Linked DNA regions of Anas platyrhynchos: region 2 is linked to region 1. The links are chromatin contacts, called in public Hi-C maps. All regions are on one chromosome and are shown on one strand. Each heading gives the region's core, a stretch centred on a gene start, on an enhancer-like site or on the middle of the called end of the contact. The rest is flanking DNA. Distances are from core to core; before and after follow the strand shown.

Region 1 (6,054 bases), core at 959-3,458:
TTCTGCTACGAATCCCTTCTTTGTTCTCAAATGTTATTTCAGGTTAACCAGGAAACGAGGCGTTTTTCAGCTGTGGGAAGCAGAGGTGCTGGATGTGGTGATGCTGCAAAATTGAAGACACGCGCTGAGGTCTTGTCGTCTTGGCACTGGGTTTTGATTGGCATTTCCCTGCTTCATTTCTTGCTAAATGAGCCTCCTGTAGCAGATCATCGGTCTCTGTTCAGGTAACAAGAGGAATCACACCTTCTGGGAAGAATTTGCCCTCCAGTGAGACAGTGGCAGGTCATTTATCTCTTTCTTTCGGTTGCTCTGATTGAAATTGTAACTCAAGATGTGGTTTAAACAAGATCAAAATGCATGAGTCCCAAAAATCCTTGGCCACGTGGAATCTTGTTCCTTTATCCCAGCCCTTCCTGCAGGTCTAATGGCTCCGAAGAGGTGGGATATGAGGAAAGGGGAGAGGCAGAGAGGTAGAAGGAAGACCTTGAGCTGAAGCTGTCATGCTAGGAAGGCCCCCATAACCTTTGTGGCTTCCCCAGCAGCCTGAACACAGCGTTGGTAACCCTCTAAAAGCTCCACAAACAACACCAACTGGGATTGCTCTTTGCATCCATGAGCTGTGGGATGTGGGACTTGTGTTTGAGGATGGCTGGAGGTACCCAGACCGGTGGGAGCTGGGCTGGCCCCCAGAAACTCTTGGGATGAGGCTGTTGGTGTGCTTCTGTGGAAGGCCCAGCAGCAAACAGGGCTGATCCTGCTTGGCTATAGGGGATTTGGCACCCCCAAACCCTCTCCTTGGCACAAAGAATAGAAATAAAAATGCCCCATGTTGTCCCCGTGGCACGACCACCCTCACCGGGGGGACAGGACACACCATCTCCTGGATGGTCCCGTTTGGGGACACGGCTGTGATGCCACCAGGGGTAAAAGGGGACGAGGCAAGGTGACAGCATCACTTTTGTCCCTGTTACTGGGTTGGTCCCACTCTGGAGCAGGGGCTGGAGTCCAGAAAATGCAAAGCAGGACCCGTCAGCGCGGGCCGGGCGAAGGTTTATTTTTTTGTTGTCTTGTTTCAAGCAGCCCCTGCGAGCAACTGGTGTGTGCGAGGGGGTGGCAAAGGAGGGGGGGGTTGCCATGGCAAAAGGGGATTTGCAGGGAATGAATAGCTTGCTTTTTCTCCCCCGAAATGAATGGGTTGCTAAGACCTCCCCGCACATGAGGACTTGTAGGTGCTAGGTTTGGTGGCAGAAACCGCGCACAATATCCTCCCCCCCACCCCCTCCAGCTTTACGTTTTACACAGGCCTCTTAATACAACTCAATCTTATTACACACACACAAAAAAAAAAGTGATCTGGAGTGCAGATTGAGACGGACAAAATGCTCCCAGTGGGATCTATCTGTGCCTCTTCCCCAGTCCCCTCCAACGACAGGGATTAGCGGCGATGTTTGCACTGACTGTAACTAGGACATAAAGACCATGCTTCATTTCTTCCCATTCAGCTAATTCTTTACATTGCAGACACTACAGGAGCCATTTATGGTTGTGTTTTTTGTTTTTTTTTTGCCTTTGTGAAAGTGGGTTGGGGTGGGAGGGGGAGGTGGGGGGGAGAAATCTACTGAGGACACTGTTGGCGTCGCCAAAGAAAAGCATCCTTTCAGGCGTCAGCCCCCAGCCCTCCTCTGCTGGGGATAAAAGAAGCCGCATCTCATGCCATGCCATTTGCAGGCAGTGCTGCTTCAGGACAAGGACCGTGATGCATTTGCAGAGCAACTTTTAAGACAGAAAGTGGTTTAGGATGGTCGGTTTGACTTCCCAGATCAAGGGCCGTGGCTGTATCGGCACAGGGGAGGGCTCGCTCTCACTGTTGACCCATACCCTAGAAAAAAAAAGCACAATACGGCATCAAATTTAGGTTTTTATTTTTATTTATCTTTTCTGGGAGACTTTGGGGAGTCGGGACGTGACAACGTGGGAAGGGTTTGGCCAAGACCCCAGGGAAAATAGTTTTGCCAGCCACGTTCTCACTCGTACGTGCCAATTGACAGCGCTCGTGTTTTCCTCACAGTTGGAAGAAAACTTCTCCGGCGGCCCCAAAAACACTTGTGGGACAAGATTTGTGTATAGACGCTGGAAGCTAACTTGGTTCTGAGCAGATTTGTGCCATGACCTTGGCTTGTCTTGGGAGGGTGAGCGAGGCAACGTCAGCCGGAGCATCTCCGGGGGCATGGGATGGGAGAAGGGACAGCAATAATATGGCCAAAACGCCTCCTGGCTGACCCAGGGGTAGGCTTTATCTGCTCCAGAACTGTGCATCGATCTTGCCTCCGCAGACAAGTTGTGCTGACTCACTGCGGGTTCGGGAGAGGTTACGGGGTGAAATTGAGGCTTGTGAGATTGAAGGAAGGGCTCATAAATCTTTGTGGGTTGGAGGGCAGGCAGGGCTTTGTGTCACAGGCAGTGCTGGGACATGGTGACCCTCTCTGCCTCCTGGCTGAAGGCAAATCCTGTACAAGGAAAAGCTACAGAGCAAACCACGGAGCTTCAAAACACGCATTGTGCTGGTTTATTTCCTTATTTAATTGCAAACTTTCAGTCTGGGAGAGGAGAGTTGTGTGGTGTGGACACACCTCTTGTCATCATGGCTTGAAATTCGGTCCTTAGAGTTACGGAGCGTAATCCACCCAAGGATTAACCTGGATTTGTGCAGACAGGAGAGGAAAACTGACCTCAAATTGCCCCGTGCATCTTGGGTGACCCCAGCTAATGTGCCCCAAATGTGCGTGATATTGCATCTACGACGTCTCACCTCCGTTCTTGTCAGTAGGAGAGAGAAGAGATGAACCTGAGCCGTCCCGCGGGGAAATACAGCCTGGGCAAGGAGTTGACCACATGCTTTGTAGCGTGATCCTGGACGTGCTTGAAGTGGAGGATGAAGCCTGAGTACGTTTCTCTGCAGCACGGCGAAATATCCTCGGAATGGGCAAGACCTGGTATGCGCTGCGTGGTTCTGGGCTCCTTCCAGCGAAGGGAAAGTATGAAAGGTACCTCGGAAAAAGCCATGCTCATCCCGACAGATTCACCTGACTTTAATAAATAAGAACAGAGGAAGTCTGCTGTCGGATTCGGAGCTGTGTGTTGGCTCACCCCTCGCAGTCCTGTGCTGGGATTTATATCTCTAAACCTAAAGGATCAGGGATGAGAGGTGCATTTTGTTTCCACGGGATTGCCGTTGACTCAACTTCACGTTTTCATTTGAAGTCTGAAACAAAGATGGTTTTAGTTCATTGCTGTCTAGCGTGAGTGATGCTCTGCCCTTGCAAAAATGTAACATCCTTGTAAAATTTGGTGGTTTTCTGCTTTATCATCTTCCTGGTCAATCCGTGCAAGGAAAGAGATCAAACATCTGTGCTTCTCCAGAACGGAAACCAGTCATATTTGAATGAATTCAAAGTGAGGTCAGCACGTACGTATTGCCATCTGTGTCATCTTTACCTTGCCGATAGGAGAATTAGAAGGGATGATAGATGTAGGATGGAAAAAATAAATGCAACTGTGGCATAACTGCATTTCCCAAACTGGAAACACTGATGTCACTCTCATCCCATGTATTTTTGGGAAGTTGGTATTTTACACGTGCCAGGAAAATCATTCATATCCTACCTCTACTGGATACGTTTCAACAATGTGCTTAAGTTTATTGTTTGCAGTGTAACTTAACCTAATTCCTGTGCTCTTTGTGTTGTCTTTATAGCTAAAACCACGGTAAGAGTGGCCTGATTTGCATGCTTTGATATTAGGAAATGTTCTGAACTGCCAAGATGGGTCTTCAAAGAAGACCCAAGATGGCTCTTCAAAGGCAGGTTGGAGATCAAAACCCCTTTTAGACTTTCTGTTGTGAAAGCAGCCAGCATCGCACCACGTTACGTCGTGGAAAACATTGTAGGACACGAGGGAACCTTTTCAGTGACTGCTGTCATCACGAGACATCGTATAGATGGAGCTGAAGGTGACTTTAGGTCTTGTTGTGTCTTTGGCCAGATGGATGGACTCCATCCTACCCTATTTTCAATTTTTCAGTGGCCATATCTCTATTTTATTTTTTTTTTTATTAGTGAAAATTGCTTAATAATGCCAGGAAGCCAGCTAACAGTTGGCTCCAGGTGGATTACCTCAGTTATCAATTAACCCTAAGGGGTGAGTCAGAGCTTTCACTTTCATCTAGAAGCTCCGTTTCCTCATCACCCAATTTATGCAACGGTGCAGCTGCCGTGGGTACCTGCGAGAACTTGGCCAGAGGAGGAAACGCACAGACAATTAATTGCTCCATCACCAACTGCTGAAACTCTCGTAACTAATACAAACCAGGACATTCTCAGCAGCCCATAAATCATCGCTGCTTCCCACATCCAGTGTCTTATCTCAGCGTAAAGCAGCTTTCCACTCCCTAGTGTAGTTTGTCTGCAGGTTTCCTTTGTCTCTGAGAACATCTTCGGAATTAGCACCAAAAGATGCAGCTCACCTGCAAGGGGGAGTGCTGGTAGGTTGTTTCTGAGCAGATCTGTGATTAATTACTAAATTGTTCCAAGTGAGAAGAGTTTCTCAGGAGGGAAAATGCTCCTTTGTTTCAGAAATCCGAAAGCAACCAAAAAACTCTGAAAAAAATAAAAAAACCACTGAAGATGTGACATGACAAGTGAAGCTCATCACACATCTCTGGATGTAGGAACACCACTGGGCTCACCAAGCTCAGCGCAATGTGTTCGGCTGTCGTTTCAGCTCAGGTATCGAGGTGGAAAATGGGAAGTAAAGATAACCCCGTAGTAAAACCACCACCCAAGTTCAACAATTTCACATTGATTCCTGCATGGGTGGTGGCCCTGGCCACAAGGACAAGTGCTCTTAGTGCTAACAGAGAGTGCAATCACACCTGATGCTAATTAACCCATCAGCTGGGAGGGTTAATGAGTGAGGTTGTCCCCCTTCAATGTTGTGATGGGTTGGATAATGGGGTTAGAGTAGTAGGGGAGCAGCAGGAGGCTGGGTGATGGAGAAGCAGGATCTTCAAGCCGTGTAATTGCTTAGAAGTTGGTCTTTTGCCTTTACTTCTAGATGAAATATCTAATTTTGGAGGAAAAAAAAATAAATAAGGTAGGTGTTGGAGATGTAGAGAGGAGAAGAAGCTGTTTGGGTGTCTGCTCATTTGGTTCTGGTGGGATTTTGCTGTTTCTTCCATAAAAAGAGGAATATAGAGGCGTTGTATTTTTTTTCCTCTTTGGAGACTGACTGAAGAATGTTATACTCATAAATGAGCAAAGGGATTTTCCTTTTTTGGGGATATTACTCTGTGCAGTTACTAAACTGGCTTGAGAAATGTTTTCTGTCTAAAGGCGTTCAATGAAACTGTTGGAGCACTGATGGAATTCGGAAGAACAACATTTAGGAAACAAGTTACTGTGAATTATTCACTTATTTATTTTCTTAATGCTTGTCTACCTATTCTAACAGTGTCTTTTTTTCTTCGTTTGCTTTGCTTTATGCATCTATACGTTACTCCCAGAGAACATATGATTTCCTTGGATGGAAATAAGGAAGGAATACTTAAATTATTAATTTTAAACAAATGTTGGGGGAAGTGATTTTTTTTATTACTCTAATGTGAATACTTCTAATCTTCAAACCTACGGTTCACGTCTCAAATTTTCCCTTTATCATTTAAAGTGATTCTTACTGTCGGTGTAAATGTATTTAGAATAAGCTTTGATTTTTCAAGTCAATTCATGAAAATATGTACGTGTGAGCCTCCAGCTATTGTTCATTTTAACTGCAATGTTAGTGGAATAATAATTTGATTTTTTTTTATTGAAATATATTTACAAAACCAGATTTATCTTCGCGCTGGGATAGGAACGAAGACAACAGATTCCAGAAGTTTTACAGAACTGAAGAGCTGAGGCTTTTTGAAGATAAAACATGAGCTCATTTCCTCGTTCAGGGTCCCAGGAGCACTGCACGTTACCAAATCTCTCAGTGTGCAGCGATCTGCATACGAAC
Region 2 (5,271 bases), core at 1,123-3,622, 38 kb after region 1:
AATTACATCCAACAGGCAACCTGGAGCCATCAATCCATGCCAGGTCAGTGACAAAACGCTTCAGAGGTGGCAGAAGACTGCAGACCAGAAGAGGTCTAGCACCCCACAGGGACTGCTGGCAGCCAAAGCTGCCTTGGCTTACATTTAGCTTATTTTCAGCCTGGCCATATGGAGGGACTAATAGGGGTTTAAGCAGCAGCCAGGTAATTTTTACACCTGAGATCCCATCAGGGCTTTGAGTCTGTTACCTCTGAGCCTCGCTCACAGCCTTAAATTGGGGAACAGCTCAGGTGCTTAACTTGTTTGGTGCTTTTCCTGCTTTACCCATAGATTTTTTTTTTATTAGGCTGAGGAACTCACTGCCAATGTCGGATTTAAACACTTAAAGCTCTCTTCTATCACATCCTAAGTTATTACACACTGAAATTGGTTTCTCTAAAGTACAAAGCATCCCATCCAAGATGCTGCCAGAATGTGGAGTTGATTTCTTTTTAACCAAGCATCCCATGGGACAAACTGGACCCAGGGGAGCTCACCCTCATTAGTTTGAGCTATGATTACAGAATCAGTAACACTCACAGGCTTCGGATTTTGAGCCCACATTTGAGTTCAGAAGCGTTTGAGATCAATGGGTCCTCAGATTTTTTCACTGACACCCCCCACACTTCGATATTTGCAGTTCAAAATTAAAATGGTTTCACGTGGAAAGAGAGCCGTGCCCCACACCGCAGCCACAGGTAGGAAGCTTGTCATTTCTGACGACACCAGCCCAAAACATCACAGCAAAACGAGACGAGGCTTTTTGGGGAAGCTTGCTGCCCCTGTTAGAGGTGAGAGGCTGCGTACAGAGCCACTTGCCTGTAATTCTGCCAATCGTCCCGTGGACGTGGTTGCCAGCGAAGCCAGCGACGTGTGCGCCCAGGCTGTACCCGATCAGGTGGACGTTCTCAAGCTTAAAAAGAGGATTTTCCTGCGAAGGAAAGAGAAATAATCCGAGCTGATCCAAGCAGCATCTCCCAGGTAAGCACCGCAGCGAGGCGTTGCTCCACTCCGCCTCGGGGTCGGGATTACACCAGCTCCTTTCCCTTGCTCGTGAGCAGCGGGGCTGGCGTAAACTCGGCTCCCTTGTGCAAGAATGGCTCGTGGAAGGTTGCCACAGCCCCCGTTCCCTCTCCCCCTACCTGTAACCAGTCGAGCAGCCGGGCTATGCTTCTCCCCACCACCTGCGTGTTGTTCACCGCGTCCGTGTAGAGCTGGTGGGCCAGCGAGAGCCAGTCCACCACCACCACGTTGGCCTCCTTCTCCCGCTCCTGCAGGGCGGCCACCAGGCTGCCCAGCCACGTCTCGAACATGCCGCTCATCTGGGGGAGAGAGCGGGGTCAGAAGCTGGATTTTAGGGCCCCCGTTATGCATTCTAGGAAGTTTTCATCTAGGATGTGTGTCCTGCCTCATATATGGGCTTCTCTGCAAACCCCATTACAGTGTGCTTATGGGGTAGGACAGCCAGGTTTTGACAGACCCTGGCTGTAATTAGCCACCCTGCCTCTTAGGGTGGCCACCTTATCGCTCGTTCCTCAATGATTTGAGGAAATCTGATGGATTGCAACACGATTTTTCAGTCCTGGAACTGAAGAGTCCCCAAGCAGCCCAGAAAAGGCAGGAGGGGAAAGCTTGGCAGGCTTCATCTGCCCTCTGCTGCTTCATTGAGGAGAGCGAATAAGGGACACGGAGCTACACGTGTCCCAACTACCACTTTTATGGGGTTAGCCCCATTTTAAGAGGATCAAAGCAGAAAAAGGACTGAGTTGTGCTCACCCCATGAGGCACGGAGCCATATGGCACAGGTGCATTTGGAGATTTGGGACTCCTCAAGCAACCCCTACCACACGGTACGGGACTCGTGAGGGGTGGCAGCACCCAGTAGGGTGGCAGCTGTCCATAGGGTCGCATCCCCTTGTCCCCCCTCACCCCCTGGCCCTATATAGGGTCCCTTTAGGGCTCACCGTCCAGCCGTGGATGATGAAGAAGCTCTTGGCGGTGGCGTTGAAGCCGCACTCCTTCAGGCTCCCCTCCTGCCCCAGGGCCAGCGGGCAGCCTTCGGCCTCGGAGGCCGAGTGGAGGCTGAACCTCACCCGTGGCGACACAGGGGTCGGCGATACTGTCGGCGACATGGGTGGCGATAGAGGCGGCGATAGGGGCGACCCCCTCCCTCCTAGTCCTCCCCCGTCCCCGCCTCGGTCCCTGTGGGGTCCCCCCTCAGCAGTGAGGCCGGTGCTGAGGAGGAGGAAGGTGAGGAAGAGGAGGAGGAGGCTGCTCATGGCCGAGGAGGGGGGTTCGAGGCTGTGGGGTTGAGGCTGGGGCCGGCCGGGAGCCGCTCTTATAAGGGGCCGCCTGTGGGGCGGCGCTGGGGGCCGCCCTTCAAGGGGCCGGTCCCATAGGGCACCCCCCCCCCTCCCTTCCCAGTGACGTTTATGGGGTGGGGACGGCTCGGGGATACCTATGGGGACACCTATAGGGACAGGGACACCTATAGGGGGGTGATGCCTATAGGGGGGTGGCGCTTATAGGGCCGCGGAGGTGGAGAGGGGGTGGGGGGGGCGCCCATGGGACACGCGTGGGGTGGGCTGGGGGGAGACCGGGGACCTGCTTTGGGATAAGAGCCACACACCTCTTTTTTTCCCCTTCTTTTTTCCTCCTTTTCCCCCTATTTCCCCCCTTCTTCTCTCCCTTTTCCTCTTTTTTTCCCCCTTTTTCCCGTTTCCCCCTTCTTCCCCCCTTTTTCCCCTCCTTTCCCCTCTTTTTTCCCTCCTTTTCCCCCTTTTTTCTCTCCTTTTTCCCTTTTTTTCCCTCCTTTTCCCCCTCTTTCCCCCCTTCTTCCCTCCCTTTTCCCCCCTTTTTTCCTCCTTCCCCCCTTTTTTCCCTTCTTTTCCCCCTTTTTTCCCTCCTTTTCCCCCTCTTTCCCCCCTTCTTCCCTCCCTTTTCCCCCCTTTTTCCCCTCCTTTCCCCCCGTTTCCCCCCTTCTCCCTCTCCTTTCCCCCTTTCCCCCCTTTCTCCTTTTTTCCCCCTTTATTCCCCCCTTTTTCCCCTCCTTTCCCCCTTTTTCCCCTCCCTTACCTCCTTTTCCCCCCCTTTATTCCCCCCTTTCCCCCCTTTATTCCCCCCTTTTCCCCCTTTATTCCCCCCTTTTCCCCCTTTATTCCCCCCTTTTCCCCCTTTTCCCCCCCCCTTTTCCCCCTTCTTCCCTCCCTTTTCCCCCCTTTTTCCCCTCCTTTCCCCCCGTTTCCCCCCTTCTCCCTCTCCTTTCCCCCTTTCCCCCCCTTTCTCCTTTATTCCCCCCTTTTTCCCCCTTTATTCCCCCCTTTTTCCCCTCCTTTGCCCCTTTTTCCCCTACTTTCCCCCCTTTTTCCCCTCCTTTCCTCCCTTTTTCCCTCCTTTTCCCCCCTTTTCCCCCTTTATTCCCCCCTTTTTCCCCTTTATTCCCCCTTTTTTCCCTCCTTTCCCCTCTTTTTCCCTCCCTTTCCTCCCTTATCCCCTTATTTGCCCTTTTTTCCCCCTTTTTTTCCCTCCTTTTCCCTCCTTTTCCCCCTCCTTTCCCCCTTTTTTCCCCTCCTTTCCCCTCTTTTTCCTCCCCCTTTCCCCCCTCTTCCCCCTTTATTCCCCCCTTTTCCCCACCTTTCCCCTCCTTTTCCCCCTCCTTTCCCCCCTTTTCCCCCTCCTTTCCCCCTTTTTCCCCTCCTTCCCCCCCAAAAAGATGCTCAACCCAAAGCTCGAGCCGGCCATTTTAGTCCATTTATTTACATTATTTATCCCACCCTGGACACCTTTATTCTGCGGGCATGAAAACGGGGGAGAGCAGGTCTCATATCTTCATTTTACACCCATTCCTCACCCTGTGGACCAAAAGCTCTGACCCTACAGCTCCGACCCTACAGGTTTTGAAGCACAACCCCTCGACGAGCGCCCTCGAAGCGGAGCGAGGCCCCGTAGCCCTTTCTGGCTCTGCTTGCTCCCAGCTAATCTCCGCCAGGTTATGAAACCACCTCACATGCTTCCACGGCGTCACCCATATTCCCAGGGACCTCTCTTTGTCCCCTCGCATCCTTCCGAACCCATTTCTTACACCACAGCCTCCGGATCCCCATCCCTGTGGTGTTTCGACCTAGTAAAAAAGGACTGAAGGGAAAATAAAAACGCTTCGGCTGCCTCTCCCATCACCGTCTTGACTCCAAACGGTCCCGTTGGTTGTAGTTTTACTCGACCACCGAGCCCCCGGCGCGTAATCCCGAGCTGAATGCCTTTGATTGTGAGGGAATATTTACAGCTCAGCCTGCCAGCGGCCCTACAAAGCCGCCCCGGGCCTCCTGTCCCACATTAAATCCCCTGGCATCTGGGCCTGGGGGGTCTTAGCGAGCACGTGCTCTCGTGGCCGAGCTGTTTGGGCGGCCCCGGTGGGCCTGGAGGGGTAAATCCCCGCATTCCTGCCGAACCCTAATTCCTCTCGGCGTTGGGAACGGGATGGTTCGTACCTGCCTCCGACCATCTCCAACGGGGGGAGGTTGCCAGAAGGCTTTGATCCCAAATTGGCCGCCCTCTCCCTCCCCGGCAGGTCCCCACCATCAAGGGCAAACTCTTCTCGCTCCCTTTTTGTTCTCCCAGATGTGCTTGAGCAACGTGATGTGGCTTCTTTGATGACTTTTCTCTCTTCTTCTCTCTTTTTTTCTCTTTTTCTCTCTTTTTCTGTCTTCTCCATGTATCAATCTCATCCTGATCATACGCGGGACGTTACAGCACCTCCAGCCACAGCACGAGCACGGGTTGGAAGCCGGTGCCTGCATTGACACCTCTGCAACCCGCAAAACGAAAAATAAATAAATAAAAACACCTTTTTTTTTTTTTTTGTAATTGTACCTTTTTACCATCCATGCGTTCCCTCCCTGTTACAGCCAGGCTAGAGCTGCTGCAGAGTCCGGAGAGGAGGAATTTGGGGTTGATGTGCGGAGAGGGTATCCTCATCCACACGCTTATTCCCTTAAATTTGCAGATTTTGCATGAACGTGGCCAAATCTGGAGGGGAAGCGTGGTCAGTAAATGTCCTCAGAGCTCAGATTGAAAGGGGACGTGGTTGCCCAGCCCCCAAATGCCTTCCTAGCCCCCAAAACACCTGCCTTGCCCCCAGCCTGCGGGCAGCAGCAGCAGCCTGGAGGGCTCTTCGGGACCACCACGCGGTGATCGCCCTCTAAAAGACCCCAAAGCAGAATAATGGGAAAACTT

The links. A called contact is a pair of places that touch in the nucleus more often than the background predicts.
Region 2: a contact with region 1 is called in a Hi-C map of skeletal muscle, with 2.3 times the contacts expected there. The contact joins the promoter of LIPG here to the enhancer-like site in region 1. A contact is called at or near these places in 2 of 8 Hi-C or Micro-C datasets (skeletal muscle and small yellow follicle).

The regions. Positions count from the first base shown.
Region 1 is chrZ:2,101,698-2,107,751 of IASCAAS_PekinDuck_T2T, forward strand. LOC101791467 (a long non-coding RNA gene) reads left to right here. Exons shown (of 21, transcript XR_011805963.1): 9 at 43-224. LOC119714361 (a long non-coding RNA gene) reads right to left here and starts at 4,809. Exons shown (of 2, transcript XR_005261485.2): 1 at 2,810-4,809; 2 at 1,906-2,696. Within about 2 kb of position 2,209, at least 1 of the 8 cell types and tissues checked has an H3K27ac peak or open chromatin away from gene starts, as enhancers often do. A contact at or near this core is called in small yellow follicle, where this site is marked.
Region 2 is chrZ:2,139,418-2,144,688 of IASCAAS_PekinDuck_T2T, forward strand. LIPG (lipase G, endothelial type) reads right to left here and starts at 2,373. Exons shown (of 9, transcript XM_027446284.3): 1 at 2,004-2,373; 2 at 1,182-1,361; 3 at 859-970. The coding sequence starts at 2,318.